Regions from separate parts of the Mus musculus genome. Here region 1 is linked to region 2. Evidence: chromatin contacts called from public Hi-C data. All regions are on one chromosome and are shown on one strand. The core of a region is the stretch at or near the end of the contact, and the rest is flanking DNA. Distances in the headings are between cores, read along the strand shown.

Evidence for each region. Hi-C and Micro-C count contacts between places; a contact is called where the count stands out from the background.
Region 1: a contact with region 2 is called in a Hi-C map of the C2C12 cell line, with 2.0 times the contacts expected there. The contact joins two enhancer-like sites. A contact is called at or near these places in 1 of 15 datasets of contacts at CTCF or cohesin (the NIH/3T3 cell line), 5 of 484 Hi-C or Micro-C datasets (the C2C12 cell line, adipose-derived mesenchymal stem cells, nephron progenitors and 2 more), 2 of 115 datasets of contacts at active chromatin or transcription factors (cardiomyocytes and embryonic fibroblasts) and 2 of 9 other capture datasets (adipose tissue and pancreatic islet).

The regions. Positions count from the first base shown.
Region 1 is chr17:69,224,640-69,229,995 of GRCm38.p6, reverse strand. All of the region lies in intron 3 of Epb41l3 (erythrocyte membrane protein band 4.1 like 3), which reads right to left. Among named protein-coding and RNA genes, the nearest start is that of 2410021H03Rik, 50 kb to the left of the region's middle. Within about 2 kb of position 2,260, at least 67 of the 459 cell types and tissues checked have an H3K27ac peak or open chromatin away from gene starts, as enhancers often do. A contact at or near this core is called in the C2C12 cell line and adipose-derived mesenchymal stem cells, where this site is marked.
Region 2 is chr17:69,112,660-69,117,983 of GRCm38.p6, reverse strand. It overlaps a transcript of Epb41l3 not described here. Among named protein-coding and RNA genes, the nearest start is that of Epb41l3, 44 kb to the left of the region's middle. Within about 2 kb of position 2,368, at least 7 of the 459 cell types and tissues checked have an H3K27ac peak or open chromatin away from gene starts, as enhancers often do. A contact at or near this core is called in the C2C12 cell line and adipose-derived mesenchymal stem cells, where this site is marked.

The DNA.
Region 1 (5,356 bases), core at 1,011-3,510, 110 kb before region 2:
CTTTCTGATATCCCAAACCAACCAACAGACAGACAGGAACCCACTTATACATCCACATTGTAATTTCTAATTCAGCAATTTGCTTGGTCAGATCAAGAGCCGTGGGGAATGGAAGTACAGAGAAGGAAACATAACTTCTAAGGATATAATCAGTCTAGATTTGATACACTGCTCTCTTTTAACTCTCTCTCTCTCTAGACACTGAGAATCAAAACAATATGGTAATGACACGGATACTGCTTTAAAATTACGTATTAAGTCGACTTGTATCGTTTATTTCCATAAAATCTTCTGAGCTATTAACTGGGCAAGGCTGCGAGTAACCTTAAAAGAATGTCTGGGTCACTATGGAAACTCCCCACAAGAATCATTATAGCATTTACCAGGGAAGAGAGAGCAAGATCTACAATAAATGTGAAGAGAAAGGATGAAACTGGGCAGACAGAAGAGATGCAAGTGACTCAGACCACTCTCCATTTTATTTCAACTCATATTTAAAGTGAAAGGCATCATTATTACAATTATCTTATTATTCTATTTAATCTCATCCCAAGGTAACAAGAGACCTGCTTCATCACACCCCCATCCTAGTCTAGTCCTTTCATGAATGCTGATTGCAGGTTTTAAAAGTTTTATATAAAGTCACTGTACAACTAAAAGGTCTCTTCTTCTCTACCTAACTACAGAGCCATTAGAACAGGATCATATGGGTGTTCACTTGGAACACTACGAGTATGTTCTACTACATGTATGTATCTTGTCTCACACCAAGGTCGATGCTTTTACAGTAGTCACATACTTAACAGGCTTAAGCTTAATAATTCTATATGGAGAAATAAACTTATTTGCATATCTAAGTACAATGCTTGCTTTGAGGGTATCTTGAACAGTAAAGAAAAGTATTATAATATTTCAGCTTCAATGCCCTGTGAGTGCTTTAGAGTTTATATAGGACGAAATTATTGAAATCATACCCTATGAACTGCAGTTTGGGTGCCTTGAGCCTCCTTTGGTCTTTCTACAATGGTGTCGATTCAAACTTAAGGTGAATTTAAATTTGGGCGCAGGGATTTGTGTGGCCGGCCCCTGTCCTTGTACAAGGAGGGGGACGAGCCCAGTTAATGTGTTCTTGTCAAGTCCCCATCTCTCAGGTGATGTCAAATCATCTGAGAGTTAAAGAACTGTTCGGACACACTGTTGAGACACTGCAGCCACATGAATCCTTCTCACCAGCTTCACACAGGAGGATGCCAGCCTAATGTCACTGGGATGCTATTAGGTCATGGCAGCTTTATCTATACTGTGTCCCAGTCCTTCAGGAGGACAGCTGGGGAAGGCACTCTGTGAGCCCAGGACATCTCTTGAGATGGTCCTATCTACTTGAACATGGGTGAGGGGATGTGGAATGGGAAGTCCTATTGGTTTCCCATTTATGCCACTGTATCTGGTTTTATCCATAATAAAATTCCTATGTTTAATAAAATGTGTGTGTGTGTGTGTAGAAACATAGATAGATAGATAGATAGATAGATAGATAGATAGATAGATAGATAGATATTTAGATAGATCCTTAAATACCCCCCAAAAGCCAAATCTTGGACATTTTTTCTGTAGAAAAACATATAAGAAGCTTATGGTGGGAGGACTGACCAACAGAACTTGCTGAATGGAAAGGAAGGTCTCTTGTGTGGCTGTAATCTTAAGCTGACATGGAATTATCAAATGCTTTTCAGGTTTTATTGAGAGGAGGTTTGAGTGGTTACGAATCAGTACCAGTGGCTATTGATAGTCACTCCTCCAGTAATCCTTGGGGTTTGCAGCAGCAAGTCTCCAGTAACTTCCATGGCATAACTGTGCTTCCCCTGAACAACTGAGATGGTCTATGGTTTGGACACTTGAGTGGCAGCTTTCTCGTTTGAGCCTTCCAGAGAGAGGGTGCTCTGTGAGCTAATCTCACCTCCAGTTTTATACTCATTTTATTTTCTATTTAAAAATCTTCTCATTTATCCTTTGTGTACTTATGTGAAGTGAAACATCTCAGATCCTCTGAGAGTAGGATCGAGACTAGACAAAGCCCCAAATCCTCTGAGAGTCAGACAAAGCCCAAGTTAAACTGTGTCTCTGAAACTGACCACAGCTCTAGCTGTGGGGTGGGGTCTGCTTGCCTCATACTGCCATCGGGACACATTCCTATCCCTGCCCTCTTTAGGAAAGCTCTGTAAACCATGACATTCTGGGCAAGATCTTCTATAAAGGGATGACTGGAGACATTACGGCATTTTGCTTGGGGGTAATTATCTTAAACTATTCATGTGCTCTCCCAGCTCAGGCTAATGGCATTTCCCTGAAGAATGTGGTGCCTCTTTGGTGACTGTATTTGCTGTCGCCATGGCATTCCATAAGAAATAACAAGTCTCTGTGTGCCTTTCCGTTTCCCAAACGTCACGACAAGAACAGTTTCTTGTGTGGCTGTGTACATCTGCTTACCATCACTCATTCCTCTGAGGGGCCCCGGGGAAAGCGGGGGCCATGTTACCAGTAGATGTGGCTCCAAGAAAGGGTTTCCTTTGCCCTTAAAGAGGAATTTCAAATATACCTACCAGGGAGAGACACAGCTGTCTGACACTGAAATGCTGCACCCCCATCCAACAAAGACATCGTGCATCCTGGGAAGAATTCTACACCCCACTAAATAGAGCAGTTCATAAATTATCAGCTATACCCCGTCTGTTTAGCCTCAAGTTCGTCATCTATAGAGTTCTCTCTTTCCCAGATAACTAAAGATCACAGGCAACAGCAACAGGATAGGTCAGTCTTGCAAGGGGAGCAACACAAGGACCACACATGACATTCATCTTGAAGCACGTGGTTCATTAATACTTATCTGACAAGGAAAAGAAACAGTTACTGGAGGCTAACTTTATTGGCAGCAAAGCTACGTGTTTCAATAAAGGTTCCGGCAGCAGCAAGTCTGTGACCTCTGGTAGAAAGACATATAAGAATCTGATGATGCCAAAGCTGACAATATAAACTCTTCAAGTGGAGAGAGAAGACAATCCTTTTGTTTTTCTGAAGAGAAGGAGTGAGACCAGATGTCTGCGCAGAGACCAGAGGGGAAAGAATCCCAAAAGAGAGGCAGGGGGACTGGGAGAGACATAAACAATGGACGGGGCATTATTTTTAGTTTCACGCTGGGTAAACATGAGGTTACACTTACAGAGATGTCTTTTTTCTATTTTGAAGAGTGACTGAATCACACCACTTCCCCCTGCTTCCCAGTACAGTAGCACAACCTTTAGAAAACACAATACTGCAGAATACTAGCTGAGCTGCTACCACTCACTGAAGCTGTTCAAAGAAAGAACTGGACCAGACATGCCTCTATGCCACGCAAAGCTGCAGTTCTTATCGGTAGGTATAACTGAGATAGTAACAAGCAAAAGGCGACACAAATCCAATTTGGAGAAATAAAAGAGCCTTGGCATTGGATTCAAGGGAGGCACGCTGGGACCAACCTCAAAGTATGACAACGCTCCATTACTCTTCCACAAATGGCAACCAGTCCCACCTCCTGTACCTAACAGAGAAACACCTTCAGTGGATATTTGAAGATGAAACAGAAATGCTTCCCTATACAGACTCCATGAAAATTGTTTGAACAAGCCTAATTCAACCAGAGCCACTCACAGTAACCTCTCAAGGGAACAGCCCACCCGAGTGATGTGTCAGACCACGCCTAATTGTAGAGGGTGGTTCTGATGCTAAGGTCCTGTTCCCCATTGGTTTGTGGTCGATCAATAAAATTGCCAGGGACCAATGACTGGGCCAAAGCTAAGAGGCGGGACTTCCGGGTCCCCGGAGGTGGGTGATAGGCAGGATGAGGAAGAGGCTATTACAAAGTTTCAATTTTGCCCAGGCAGGAGATTCAAAACATAACTAAGCTGAGGGCAGATTTAGGGTGTTGAGCTGGGGCTAAAGGTAACTGAACAACTGAAGCCGTGGGCAGATTAAGAGGTGCTGAGCTAAGAGTAGTATTGGGAAGGGCACGCTAGCTGCAGGAGAGTATTTTGAAGCACCTAGCAATTGAGCCAGTAAGACAGTTGAAAATAAGCTGAAGCGCGTTTGTGTTTCATCCATGGATCCAAGGGAACCTCGGCAAGGCTGGTAGCATGGTCCGCCCGGAATTTAAAGAGGGGTAGCAAAAACTACACGCTACACCTAAAAGGAGAAATGGGTTCTGTGTAGGGGAGCAACCTTTAGAGTTGACTAGCTGGATGAGTGGGGCGGTATGGGTAAAGGTCTCCCCACCACTCCTCTCTCCCTTACTTTGAATGCCCGTATTCCTCAGACTGAGCCTGTAATAACCTTTTCTTTCCTTCACTCACACATATCTGAATATAATGGCTCCCAGCGCATGCCTGTCTGACATTTCTCCAAACACCAAAGACAACATGCAGCAGCCAAGCGCTACTTTCTTAGTTGAGATCACTTAGTAGGTCTGAGGTTAAGTTCAAGCTCTTGTCCTGTAAATGTTCTTCCTGTATCCTGTGCCTGTGAGTTCAGATTCGACATTGTTTGAGTGGTTTACACACCATCTCCCAAAAGTTTGCACGATGGAAACTCACTTCATCAACTCGTGTTAATGGTCTGGGGAGAGGGGACCCTTGAGAGGCAGCTGGGATCAGATGAGATCAGTGAAGCCATTATGAGAGGAGGGGGAAGCACGGGGGTGGGGGTGGGGGGCGGCACTGGAATGCTGCTCCATCCAATGCCCTCCCTGGCCATTTTAAACCCTGAGAAGGCCCTTGGCAGTCGTCAGCTGTGCTCCTCAGGGTCTCGGCCTCCAGACCACAAGTTAAATAAGCGTCTATTTCTTAACTGGGTCACTGACGATCACAGTGACACAAAGCAGATTCGAACAGAAGTTACTGTGCCCTGCTGTCTCGATACTATCCCACCTGCACAAACCCAATTGATTCAGATTTTTTTTTGACTTTCAAGACAGGTCTTTGAAATATACTTTCATCTCTGTACTGGCTGACTTCACCTTGTTTGGCATCTCACCACTTCTTGCCAAGTTTACTGCAAGAGAACTAACCAGCCTTTGTACTTCTAGTCTCTCTCCTTACAATTAACTGTTTCACAGAGCAAACCTAAAACACATAGACAGGTCAACAAACTTCATGACGTAAAGCCCTTCGGAAGCATGGAACCCTGCCGTGATCAGGAGAATTCTACCTCCCCCAGTTTCCCTGCCTCTCTGATGAACATGCCCTCCGAATCCCTGAGACGATCAATAGAATGAGTTTCACTGTGATTGTGATTTAAGGCCCATGCTTAACTCTTTATGCGTTAA
Region 2 (5,324 bases), core at 1,119-3,618:
AACAAAGGTTAATTTTTTTAGAAAAGACATTTTTATGTGTTTGGGGTGTGTGTGTGTGTGTGTGTGTGTGTGTGTGTGTGTGTGTGTACGGGCACATGTGTGCTTGCCTACGTCCAAGTGTGCCATGTGCAATGAAGGTACCTGCAGAAGCCAGAACGTATGGATTCTCCTGGAGCTGGAGTTACACACAGTGGTTGTGAGACATTGTATAGGTGCAGGAAACTAAGCCTGGTTCCTCTCTTAGAACAGCAAGTGCTCTTAACTGCCAAGCTTACCTCTCTAGCCCAAATTCTAGGGGGGAGGCAACTCTTTCCTAATGCAACCTATTAAATAAAAGCCTTTAATGAAATGACATCATTTTGTGTGATGTAACTGAGACCTAAGGTGAGAACAAGGTGCTTCCCACAGAATGAATGTAAACCTACTAGAAGGAAAGACTTGCGTTCTTCAGGCAACACTGAAACTCCACTTAACAGGATCACAATATTGCTCACACAAAAGTCCACTACAGCAATGCCCCGGAAAGCTGTATCAGTGCCATGGACACTGACGGCAATACAGAATGCAGAAAGTATTAGGTGCTATCACGAAACCACTGAGCTAGGAGATGCAAACTGAAATAACAAGTCTCTTGTCCGCAGGAGTTTCAAGGACCCCCCTAATCTCCAGAAAGTGTGTGTGGTGAACTTGGAGAACATACACGGCTTAGGCTATAGGACTATTAGGGTCAACCATGCCCCAAGACCCAGTAATCCCAATATCAGAACCACTCTCCTCAAGATACAAAGAGGTTTAATGAGAGAAGAGACTTCTTAAAAGGCTTTCGATGATACAAAATAATGGCCTTTTGCCAACTACAAATAAGAAAGCCAAGACTAGTTTTTAAAAATAATACCTTCTACATGTAAATATAGAATGTACACACTATATAGATATTATAAAATTGCATGCCTGTGTACATATTGAGTCACAGAGGAGGAATCATATGGTGGATCCATTTCTGATTTCAGCGGGACTTCTCTTCTCTTCCCAGAGGACTAAGTTCTGCTCTCATATGCATGCTTCAGATGGAAGAAATAAGACAAAAACAGAGAAGAGACTGAGGGAAAGGTGGTCCAGTAGCCGGCCCAACTTGGGATCCATCTCAAGGAGGGTGCTCCAAGGCCTGACCTTATTACTGATGCTATGGTGTGCTTACAGACAGGAGTCTAGCATGGTTGTCCTCACTGAGATAGAGGCAGATACTTACACCCAACCATTGGACTGAAGTCAGGGACCCCTGTGGTTGAATTAGGGGAAAGACTGAAGAAGCTGAGGAGGAGGGCAACCCCATACAAAGACCAGCATTCTCAACTAACCCAGACTCCTGAGATCTCTCAGACACAGAGTCACCAATCAGGCAGTATACACTAGCTGGTATGAGGTCCCCAACACATATACAGCAGAGGACTGCTTGGTCTGGTAGGATTCATTAATAAGTATGATTTTAATTTTGGAAGAAAGAAATAGGCATCACCAACTGCCCTGAGGTGTTTCGAGGAACCTACGAAGAACCTAAGCATTTATGACACCTTAGCTTAATACAAAGTAAATGGTTGCGGGGCAGATGGGGAAAGGTTTGTGATTTGAGAGGTATTTGAGTTAGTATCTGTGCTATGTTGTCTAGAGCAGGATGTAGACACATTGGGCTCCCATAAATGTGTCAGTGATTTGCCAGGAGACACAGAAAGTTAACAGATAAAGCCAAACAAACAAACAAACAAACAAACAAACAAACAAACAAATGCCATTCTCTTCTTTTCATTGAGGAGAACTCCAGTTAACTTTATGGCATCACCTCATTACACAGTGCACTCTTAAAAGTGCTGATGGTTACAGGGAACCAGGGAAGCATTCAACAAAACATAGCAGACTTTCTTTCCCCGTCAACTTCCCCTGCCAAAAAGTATTAGTGAAATTACTTAAACTTCTTCTAAAAGATGCTTAAGTGTGGGAATTATAGAGTTACTCCTCAACTCAAGGTGGCCACGATGGGACAACCAAAGCCCATCACTCTGTTTATCGTTCTGATCGCGTGAGAAGCTCTGGACTCCGTTAGGCACAGTAACCATGCATGTATGATCGCGTCTGTGACATCACTCCCATGCAACCTTGTGTGGGATGAAATGGAGAGTAGAGCAGCCCTACTGTGGTGTGTTTGCCCCAGACAGGCACCTCACACCCATGTCTCAGTGTCCTTTCCCACAGTCTACCTTTTTGCCAGAATTTTCTTCCTGACTAGAAAAATAAACACGCGGGTATATGACTCTTCAGAATTCTATCCCAGTGGGGGTTGCTATTGCTGTACGGATGGGAACTCCCACCAGGTCAGTGTGACTCTGATGACTCAAGGATAATCAGCGTCTCAGCTGTGTTGGTGTGAGCCAAGACAAACACAGAGATGCTCTCTTTCATTATTTCAGCTACTGTTTTTTCTAGAACTTTTTCCTTCCATCGCTGTTCGGGGGAGATTTATGCTTTTAGAAAGAAATGGGAAGTAAAAGGAACAACATTTAAATCTGAGTTAACACAAGCAGCACTCTGTTTTCTTTCTTTGAGACAGGGTTTCTCTGTGTAGCCCTGGCTGTCCTGAAACTCACTATGTAGACCAGGCTGGCCTCGAACTCAGAAACCCGCCTGCCTCTGCCTCCCAAGTGCTGGGATTAAAGGCGTGCACCACAACCACCTGGCTTCTGTTTACTTTCTACTGAGAAGAAGGGAAGGAGAAAATGAAGACAGGCAAGAGGCTGTAAACCACTCCACCTTTCCCGCCTGCCTCTGGTTATATCCAATCTCTCTGTAGGCCCCTTCTGCTTGGGCTTTCAAAGTTTGAGCAAGAGTGAATCAGGACAGCACAGGGATTCCCAGTACTCAGGTTGGCATGTGGGAGGAAAAATATCTCCCATAAGCATAGGTTTGAATTTCCAAGGTATCATGGACTCTTCAGAATGAAGACTGAACTAAAAATCACTAAGAAGAGCCCTTTCTTCCTCACTTAAAACCTAAGTCCAGCGCTGGGAAGATAGCTCGGCTACAGAGCAGAGCGCCTGCTTAGCACGTGTAAGGCTCTGAGTTTGAGTTCTAGCACTAAACAAACCCCAAACAAACATAAAAGACCATAGCCCATTTACCATACATGTGTAAGAGTGGTTGCACTAAAATAAACTGACCGTACCCTATGCTGGCGAGGAGACAGAGCACCAGGGGCTGAAGAACATTAACTAGAGGAGCTACTCTGGAAGCTCGGCAGGTCCTTATAAGGTTCTTAACCATACGATGGAGCAATCCTACACTCCTATACATTGACCCCAGTGATGTAACACTTACCTTTACACACACACACACACACACACACACACACCAAGTCAAACCAACCAAACAAAACCCCTGAACATCATTGATCATGGCAAGAATTCATATTTGTCCGAAGCTGGAATTAGCCTTTATCAGGGGAGTGGGCAAGCACACGGTGGTATGTGCATGTAATGAAGCAATAGGTGATTCATGTATGGATCAACTTGTGATGAGTGAAGAAGCCAAAGTCACACATAGCTTCATGCAAATGACATGGTTCCTATAATCTACAGAGAACATTAGACCATAGTGACGGAGAAGAAGAGATGAGTGGCTTCCATGGGCTAGAGCCAGTGACTGGGTGTAACTACAAAGGAGGAGTATGGGGGTTCGTGATGGGGTTGCTGTATGTTCTTGGTTACAGGACTCTACTGTGCCAAAAATCTGTATAAAAGATGGAACGTTCTGTATGATAATTCGAAAAAGATAAAATACAAATTGAAACATGTTTAGAAAGAGAGACAAGACAAGTTTGGAATTAATTAAATATCCAAACTGAATACAACATCCATTTATCTATTCATCCATCCATCCATCTTCCATCCATCTACCCACCCATTTATCCATCCTTCCTTCTATTCATTCATCTATCCATGTGATCCATCCATCCTTCCTTCTATCATCCATCTATCCATCTGATCCATCCATCCATTCATCCATCCTTCTTTCTATCCATCCATCTATCCATCTGATCCATCCATCCATTTATCTATTTATTCATCCTCTATCTTTCATATTCTCTCTGTCCTTTTTATCAAAAATATTAATGGACCCACATAGCCATGTGTCATTTTTCAAGTTTATGAAGTCTGTTTGGGCTGTTAAAAAATGCCATAAACAGGGTAACTGATAAACAATAGAAGTCTATTTCTCATGGACTCAGACTCTGAGAATTCCAAGATAATGATTCCATTATAGTTAGTGTCTGGTGAGGACCCATTTTTCTCGTTCATGGATGTGACCTCTTGTCTGTACCTCACATCTTGGAAGGAGTCAGTGGCCTCCTTTGTGTCTCTTTCACAAAGATGTTGTTAACATTGTCCATCCTGAGGCCCTCGATTCAGGATCCAATCTTTTCATCTCTCCCAGGTCCCTCTACTCGACACTGTTCCCAAGGGAACTGGGGTCCAGGTCATGAGCATAGAGTAGTTTGAGGGTAGACATACCATTCAGACTATATAGCAAAGATGAGAAACAACACAACATAGCAACACAGATGGGACTTGGGGTGTGTTGTTTTCTTTCATAAAATTTTATGCAACTGCCTCTCTACTCTGACCCCTAAGTAAAAGATAAAAATGTAATGTCAAGAAGAAGAGAGAGATGAAGTAAATGCCCCAATTTTTCAATCCATCAATGTTTTTTTGTTCTAAAAGTAAGAACACCACATTATAGAGGCATGACGTAACTCTTTACAATGACCCCCACATTCCAAAAAAATGGGAAAACAGCCAAGCCACTGCCCAGGCAATCATCATCTGGGGAAGATCTTCAATGTGTCTACGGTAAAAGAATATTAAGCTAAGTGAGTTTTTATTTATGCAAAATACTTTAGATAATGGAAAATTTCCTCAGTCTTTGAAAACAGAAAGACAGTGAGCTAATCAAAAATAATTCAGCCGAAGTAAAGTCTTATTAGAAAATCATCCCATTTTAGTGGAATTTATTTTTTGGCTTTTGTTTTTTTAAATAAAAACGTTCATCGGGGTACTAGTCTTCTGTGTTGCCCAAATTAAAAGTCACAGTTTATTTAACAAGTAGATTTTGTTACAAAAATTAGTATAAAAATTATGTACAATGAATTTCAATACAAAAAGCAGTAGGCAAGTGTACAGACTCTAGTGCAGAGCTGCAAAATCAAAGGACTGGGAAATAAACAGAACACTAGAAGTCACGTTAGAGGGACACGTAGGACTGCCTAGTCCCCAGGA